2 separate regions of the Ovis aries genome follow, and region 1 is linked to region 2. The links are chromatin contacts, called in public Hi-C maps. All regions are on one chromosome and are shown on one strand. The core of a region is the stretch at or near the end of the contact, and the rest is flanking DNA. Distances in the headings are between cores, read along the strand shown. Region 1 overlaps RAD51B (RAD51 paralog B). Region 2 overlaps RAD51B (RAD51 paralog B).

The links. Hi-C and Micro-C count contacts between places; a contact is called where the count stands out from the background.
Region 1: a contact with region 2 is called in a Hi-C map of tail adipose tissue, with 4 times the contacts expected there. The contact joins two enhancer-like sites. A contact is called at or near these places in 3 of 16 Hi-C or Micro-C datasets (omental adipose tissue, retroperitoneal adipose tissue and tail adipose tissue).

What each region holds. Positions count from the first base shown.
Region 1 is chr7:78,279,636-78,283,560 of ARS-UI_Ramb_v3.0, reverse strand. All of the region lies in intron 8 of RAD51B (RAD51 paralog B), which reads right to left. Among named protein-coding and RNA genes, the nearest start is that of ZFP36L1, 420 kb to the left of the region's middle. Within about 2 kb of position 1,575, at least 11 of the 54 cell types and tissues checked have an H3K27ac peak or open chromatin away from gene starts, as enhancers often do. A contact at or near this core is called in tail adipose tissue, where this site is marked.
Region 2 is chr7:78,142,696-78,146,952 of ARS-UI_Ramb_v3.0, reverse strand. The region is part of intron 7 of RAD51B (RAD51 paralog B); the gene reads right to left. Among named protein-coding and RNA genes, the nearest start is that of RAD51B, 390 kb to the right of the region's middle. Within about 2 kb of position 2,477, at least 19 of the 54 cell types and tissues checked have an H3K27ac peak or open chromatin away from gene starts, as enhancers often do. A contact at or near this core is called in tail adipose tissue, where this site is marked.

The DNA of each region.
Region 1 (3,925 bases), core at 326-2,825, 140 kb before region 2:
TCTAACTTAAAATGACTGAAGTGTCCGCCTCATTTATTTTCACAAGACTAGAGTCATTACCCTTTCAAACTGAAGGTTGCCTCACATGGGTTTCCACAAACACAGCCTCAGCGGAGGGAGAATTAAAACATAGTATTCAAGTATTCTAACCTAACACCGAGAACCCTGAGACTGCAGCAAAACATGTGGGTTAAGTTTTCACTGCAATGTCACTCGAGGGGCTGTGCCAGCCCAGCTTCCGAGGAGCATGGCACAGACATAGCTCAAGACTTGGCTTTTCTCGGTTTCTTTTTCAACCGATGACTCTCTGTGATTGTAAAAACCAGCGATCCTGCTCCACCCCCCACCCCCCACCGCCCCACCTCCATCTCTCTGTGGGGAATTATAATGTGATTAAATACTCTTAATTATACACACACACTGACATCCTGAGGAAACTGATGAAAACTGCCTGGCAGAAAGTACAGGTGTATATTAACTCTAACCATCTGGGGCCTGCTGGGGCACTAACCACAATCCTTGGCTTTTACTCCCCAAGTGAGATGTCATTCCAAGACCATGTGTGTGGTCAGTTAATCATGTGTGTTTCAGTTTGGCTGGGTGACCATGCTCTGCAATTTCACTCTGGTCCCCTCACATCCTTAGCTTTTCAATATAACCGACAACTGCTGTCAGAGAGGAATAATCAGGAGGCAAAGGAGCCTCCTCATTGACCAGCCGGAGCCAGACCCATTCCACACAGTTCCCAGAAGCTACTTAGAAGCCCATTTTAGCACAAGAACATCTCCAGAACCCTGGGGCTCCGAGAAAGAAGTAGTTTAAGAAAATGACAGCTAAAGAAAAAGAGAAGCCTGGAATTTCAGGAAGTGGTTCCAGGAACAATGAGTATATAAAAAAGAAGTGGAATCACTTTTTCCAGGCAATCCACTTTCATAGACAATGCAATCATATGACAATAACCAGCATTTATGAGTATGTGAGCGAACACTATATGTTTATAGACAGCACAACAGCCGCCAACAGCGGAAGAGGGTGACTAGATCCCTTTGTGACCAGGAGACTCCCTGGTCAGCCTGCTATAACTTCACCACACCCTTGGAAGCCTAGCTTACCAGCCCAGAGAGAGCTGCCTTGATTGAAATGTGATGTCCCTGGTCACTAAGAGTTCTCTTGGGAAGCAGAGGGAAAGAGCCAAACCACACCATGGAAGGAGCACACCAAACTTTTCTCCCCTCTCCACTCAGACATAGCCTGACCACAGAAACCGTCTTCCCACCAGCTGCTCTGCTTTCCATCCTCACCTTCTAACTCGGTTCCACTGATCTGCCTTTCCATGTACTCTTCAAACATATCCATCATTTCTCTCGTCTCCCTACAGTGGGAGTTGATTATTTCAGTCAGCTCCAGGCAAAGTGACACCATTTCCCATATCTACTCTGAGCCGAGGAAACCGATCACAGGCAGGAAGGTAGATAAAGCCAGAAAGGGGATTTCCTCTGCCGGCTGCTCAGTGCACCTCTCTCAGCAGTTCCCTGTCCTTTTCCCTTTAAAGCACTTGGCAGTCTTTGAGCAAATCCAATTGACTGAGAACTAGAACAAATGTTGGCAAAAATCTGTGCAGCAAAAATTATCTCCAGTGTATGAGTTTTTATCGGAAGGATGATTTTTTTAGAGTTGCTCATCTATGCACTCATCCTCCAATAAATATTTATTGAGTAATCTCTAAGTACAAGGAACTGGGCTGAGTAAGACCAGCTAGGTCTTTTAGTAAATAATGTCATATGACTTATGTCAGGCTGAACAAGCCTGGTAATATTAGTCTATCCTAAGTGAGAAGCTTCACTTAAAATTTCCTGGAACAAAACCACAGTGGAACAGCACAATATGGCAAATCATAACTACCCAATATATATTGCTGCTATTATTGGATGAAGAAGCATTATTGTTGGAAAGAACGAGTAAACTGAGTCAGAAGATAGGAGGCCTAATGGACTTATGGACATGGCTGGGGGCAGGGGAAGAAAGGGTAGGATTGTGGAGAGAGTAACATGGAAGCATACATTACCATATGTGAAACAGATAGCCAAGGGGAGCTTGCTGTATGACTCAGGGAACTCAAACTGGTGCTTGGTAACAACCTAGAGGGGAGGGATGAGGGGGAGGTGGGAGGGATGTTCAAGTAGGAGGGGACACAGGTAGACCTATGGCTGATTCACGCTGATGTCTGGTAGAAACTAACACAATACTGTAAAGCAATTATTCTTCAATTAAAAATAAATAAATTTTTAATAAAAAAGAAAAGATAGGAGGCATCTCTGGATCTCAGTGTCTTCATCTGTAAAATGGGGCTCCTACTTGTTTACTTACAAAATGAGATTGCATCGAGAATCAAAAGAAATAACCTACATGAAAGGAGGCATTTTTTATAGTCTGAAAATAGAAGGCATATATATAGGTGCGATTGCTCAGTCTTAAGGTCACGGATGAAAGGAGCTCATCTTTTCACTTCAACCATCACAGAAGCCTTTATAGAAGAAGGTGGTCTCAACCAGGTCAATTACCAATAAATTAACTCATCTGAGTCTTAAAGGGAAAGAGAAACTGCTTTTGGGAGAAACATGCTCTATGAATTAATACATAGTGATTGAAAACAGGGGATATTTCAGTTATGAAAACTAAAGAAGCCCATTAGGGTGGTCTAAAAATAATTAGGTTGAGCAGGATGAGGATAAGAAAGAGCTAATATTTTGTCCCACTTATATATCTAGTTTATGAGTATATGGAAATAGTCCAGTGTTTCTCAAAGGGGAATGATATATGGCTTCCTTTTAAAGGACAAAAATTATTTGAGACACCAAAAATATATTTAGAAACCTCTAAGACCTTAGTCTGAGTTTCAGAATTGTCAACTTAAGAAACTTAGGATTTACTTATTGAAAATGTCTTTTCATTGCAAAGTATTGTCTTCATAATAATAAAAAAATATATGTATATATTTAAAATAAAAACATAAAAAATACAAAAGCCTACAGAATATGCAGATTCCAAGTTGCTACAGCCCCCATTTTGAGAAATCTTGATTCTTGTCTCACCCTTTCCTTTTATGGATGAAGGAACTTAGGTTTGAGAAGACACTGACTCTCCTAAGCCACACAAATGGCTATTAGCAAAACCAAGCCAGAAGTCCAGGTCACCTGATTTCTAGAGCAAAGCCTTTTCCTTCTTTAGACAAGGCCTCCTCTGTTTGTGGCAGAGCTCACTATCTGCTCCAGACAGATACTGGTATTGTGTTAGCCCAGAGACAGGGAAACAGATGGAGGCAAGAAGGTTTGAAGGGGAGGTGACGTGGGTGTGGCTGATGCGGAAAGTTGCAGCTGGGCCAGCAATTTGTAAGAGAGTTATTTCCAAGGAGAGATTCTTTTGCTCACCATTGAAACAAAGGAACTTTGGGTAGAAAACCAAACAGTTTTAATAGCGGTAGCATTTCTGCCTCACAAGTTTGGGCAGAAAAGTAGGAAGAATATGGTCTCAAGCTAAAAGCCGGAGAGGAACTGCAGAAGGTATGAGGTTATAATTCAGGGTGGCCAATTTAATCAGCTCACATTCATTAAACACCCACATACACATGGCACTTTACAACAAACCCCTTTCCTCATGTTGAAGCATCCACGGGCCTGTTTTAAACGGGCCACCCGGTACATGTTGGGAATCTGGCCAAGGTGTTAAGGCAACTGCTTCCCTTCCTAAGAAAAATAGGGCAGATTTTTAGACGACCACAAGTAAAGGTTAAGGCTTCCAGTTTTACATCCCATCTGAAAGCTGGGAAAGACCTAGGGAGCCTGTTTTTCAAGTATCTGTTTGCAAAACTCAATAATACGTTAAGCCTTTCCATTTTAGACCAATAATACCCTATACTCTCTCCATT
Region 2 (4,257 bases), core at 1,228-3,727:
AGCATCCTTCATTTATGCTGGCATCCTGGGGAGGCATCACCAACAATCACAATAATCCTTTTCTCCTTTGAATGGAAAGACGGGGAACATTAGGTCTCAAGTTCAGGATGTGAAGGAGAAACGAGGATAACCTCAAAAACCCATTTTAATGATTTTTAAAAGGCTGAGTCCCTCCATGGAAGGTAAATAGCACTAATAGAATAAAACAAGCCAGGAAGTAAAAACCATCTGGGCAGGCGCAGTGTAGCCACTATACTTTCTGCCTTAGAAAGAAAAGAAACCAGGGATTGCTCCACAAGGCACTGTCACCTGTGTATGCATGTATCAGGGGGTAATGAAACGAACCGCGGGCTTAGAGTGAAAGCCTGGGTTTGAGACCCAACTCAGCACCCACCTGTGCTGGGTGAGTTACTCTGTATCTCTGAGCTTTGTTTTTCTTTTCTGGAAAACAGTTGTACTTATGCCTGCTTTTCCTACTTTTACAAAACTGTCCAGAGGATCAGTTTGAACATGTATGCAAAGGCGCCTGTCAGCTAGAAAGCACTATGGAGACCATCTCCGCTGCTCTGTCGTACCCTTCCTTGGCTGACAGCATCAGTTACATCTACGGAGCCCTCTGTGTGAAGGGCTTGCATAACCAATTTGTGTTTATTCTCAAATAAGTATACTTCCCAGGTGGCTCGGTGGGTCAACAATCTGCCTGCAATGCAGGAGACTCAGGAGATGCAGGTTCGATCCCTGAGTTGGGAAGATCCCCTGGAGGAGGGCATGGCAACCCTCTCCACTATTCTTGCCTGGAGAATCCCCATGGACAGAGGAGCCTGGTGGGCTACAGACCACAGTGTCACAAAGAGTTGGAGACCAATGAAGCGGCTGAGCACAGCACAAATGTCTTTACGATTATAAGAAGTATTAAATTAGAAAATGTTCAAATAGCTTATGCAACATAGGAAAGTCTCCCCCACTAGAGTAGAGAAGGAATTTGTATTATCGTGTAAAATCAGGTTATTCCAAATGTGTCTCCTCAAAGTTACATTCCCTTGAGAATGATGAGGTTATCTTGATCAGCTGTTTTTACTAAAATCCATATATTTGTCCATGTTCTTAAAGTTATAGAGAATCTGAACCGAAATTTCCTTCTGGGGGCACAGCTTTTGTTGTGATAATAACCCAGGCATCAGGCCATACTAACTAAATGGTATAACTTCAGGCAAGTTGCTTGGAGTTCTCAATTTCAGTTTCTGAAAGCACAAAACGTAAGGGGCAAACAAAACTGCCCCTCCCAGTTCAATGATGAAAAGCTGTTCTTCTGCTTTTGACAGTAAAATTTCAAGAAAATTTAAAGCTCCTGGTAGACCAGCTACAATGTGATCTTCAGAAAAGTCCTAACGGTGTGTAAGTTTTCAATCACAAGATACAAAGGACAGCATCAGGAGAGAGAGCCACTGAGGGATGGGGGGGTGTGTGCCCTCTATCAGAATCTTAAAGCTAATCAGAAACCACCACAGGCTAAAACAAACAGGCTGCGAGAAAATGCTTACCCAGCCACCTACCTAGGCTTTCAAAGTTCCAAAGAAAGACTTTGCTTCCATGTAGCTCCGAAAACACCCTTTGCTCTTTTTAGTAATATTTTTAACAACGCCAAGAAAAGAGTTCTATTTATCCAGATTTCCTCTCTCCCTACCAATGTCAACATTAGCAGGGAGGACGGCAAAAACAGCCTAGAGTTTTCCTGACATGAACGTCAGACCAGAGTCACACGGCAGAGGGGTCAGGCTTGGAACCTGACTGCCAACAGAGGATACAAGTCCTGCCTAGAAAAACCTAGCCATGGATTTCTGTTTCTGAAATCTCAACCACACTGAGTTTACAGGCTCTTCTTCCCATATGGAAGTGCCTTATTTTAAATGTTCCAGGTTCCGTCTCCCTTAGGAGAATTTCGGTGCCTAGTCTTGTAAAAATGCTCAGCCTTTGCTCATTCTTCCCCCCACCACCCCCACCGGCTGCTTGTTTATATGCATCCCGGCACATTTGGGCCAGCAAGATTCAGCCTTCCCCCCCCACCCCACCCCTGCCCCGTCCACTGGAACCTCTACCCCCTGTATCAAAAGGATTTTTTCAGGCCTTTCCAATAATCTGCTGGAGGCCATGGAGACAGATCTAATCAGGGTTTTCATCAATCTTTCTCTCCTGGCCAAACCGAGCCAGGAGGCTAAATGGGAAGGTGCTGGATTCTTTTTTCTCTCTCAAGACACACTTCTGTCCAGAGAGTTAGGACCCACTGTGTGTTCCAGGGAGCTAATATTTTCCTGGGGAAAGTTCAGGGATTTCACATTTGCCCCAAACCAAATACATATGAAGTTTTAAGTCTAAATTCCACAGAGCCTTTTAAAAGGAGGGGCCTAGCCTCGCCTTGGCTTACAACAACCATGAGGGCTTGTTGTAGCTCATTCATTTTGGCAGTTTTCCAGAACAGCTGACAAACTGAAAATAAGCACACTCTGTCTGTCCTCCCCGCTCCTTAAAGCCCCACACCACCTCTCTCTCCCCTACCCACTGCCTAACACCCACCACTCCACGCCTGGGAGTGTAGATACACTCAGCATAACACATAGGTAAACACCACCTCTGCCCTAACTGCTCAGAGTTTAGGATCAACCTTGAACATTCCCCGTTTGAGATTTCAAATGTAAATCATCGTTGGTCTAAATCAGACTGTAACATTAAAGCCCTATTTAATACATGAGAACAGGATTTCACCTTTCAGGGTGGTGTGTCTAAGGTCAAAAAAATCTCGTTGGAGAGATGCCTCCATCCACTTCCAAACTGCCTCTGTGTCTGTCCTTCTCGACAAGCAACAGGAAGGGATATATGGGGTAACTTCTGTTGTACAATTTGAATCAACTATTTGAGGCACACCCCCTCTGTGCTTGGGCACCCTTGTCAGAAAGCTGATTTGGGAGGAGGGTGTAGGAAGCAGCACATGCGACAGAATTACACGGATGCTATAAAATCTGAACAACAGACTCTAAGTAGGAACCTAGGCCCCCATGTAAGGTACTCTGCCATGTATTATTAATACATCAGGTATCTGATCAACCACAACTAGACATCACCTTGACTCTGAATGCAGCAGCAGCTCCAGTTCCCCAAATGGGCAAGCTGAGATAGGCAACCAGTTTATAAAGTCTTTTAATAAGAACCATTTTCCTAGAAGCATTAAATTGATAGCCACCCCAGTTTGCTGGACCCTACCCTGGCTAGGGCTCCTCTAGATCACAATTCAAGTGAGCTCAAGACCACGATGACCAGGACAGGGCCTGACTGTCCCAGAGAGGATGGAGGAGAAAGCGAGGACACAGGCCATGGTTCTACACAGGTGTGTTCACCTTGGTGTCAATCGACACATCTTAGCTCTTTTGTGTTAGGACATGCATCTACCCAAATGTCAGAAGATTATTTTCTTTATGAAGTATGCCGATTAGTTGCCAAGGCAACACCTGTGCATCCACTTTTTTGCTATGGGAAGCATTCTAGGAAATCCATGTATGAGATCCGCCTAGAGATCACCCACCCAGTGGCTTGGAATGCAGTGTGACCAAAGGCATTTCCAGAGAGCTCACAAAGCACAATGGCCATGCATGGGTGGATTTGCTGGATGGATTAGACAAACCAACGGCAACCTTTCCTTCTTTTGTTTCCATCCCTTCCAGTAGATTGGCCTTGTTACCAATACTGATGCCAAGACTAGCAATTGCTCGTAACAAAGAATTGTTGTTAACCCCTACCCCCTGCTTCATTCACCCTAATTATTCTCTAACAATACAATGGCTTCAAAAAGCCTCCAACTGTCCAGCAGACACTATGGGCCAGAGGAATCACTGAACACAAGCAGCCTATCAATAAAAGACAATACTGAAGCAGCTTCTGTCTGGGTATTTGCCCCATCTTCTCTTAGACAATGGGAGAGAGAGCTCAGGGAATAAAAAGGAAGTTCTGCCCTTCAGATCTTTTGTTTATCTGCCAGGGTTGTATCTGTTCCAAGTTCTTGGGCGTATCCTTTACCGCTCCCAAATACAGGAAAAAGCCTGCATTTCCTAGGAAATGTAGCTTCTGTGTTTTTAATGAATTCTTATTGTAGCCAAGTCAGACTTCAATGAGGATTCTGGTTCAGATTTTTTTTTCTTCTAAGGTCAAGTGCATTTCACATACAGAGAGATGTGGGCCACTGAGTTAATTCATAACAACATTATAACA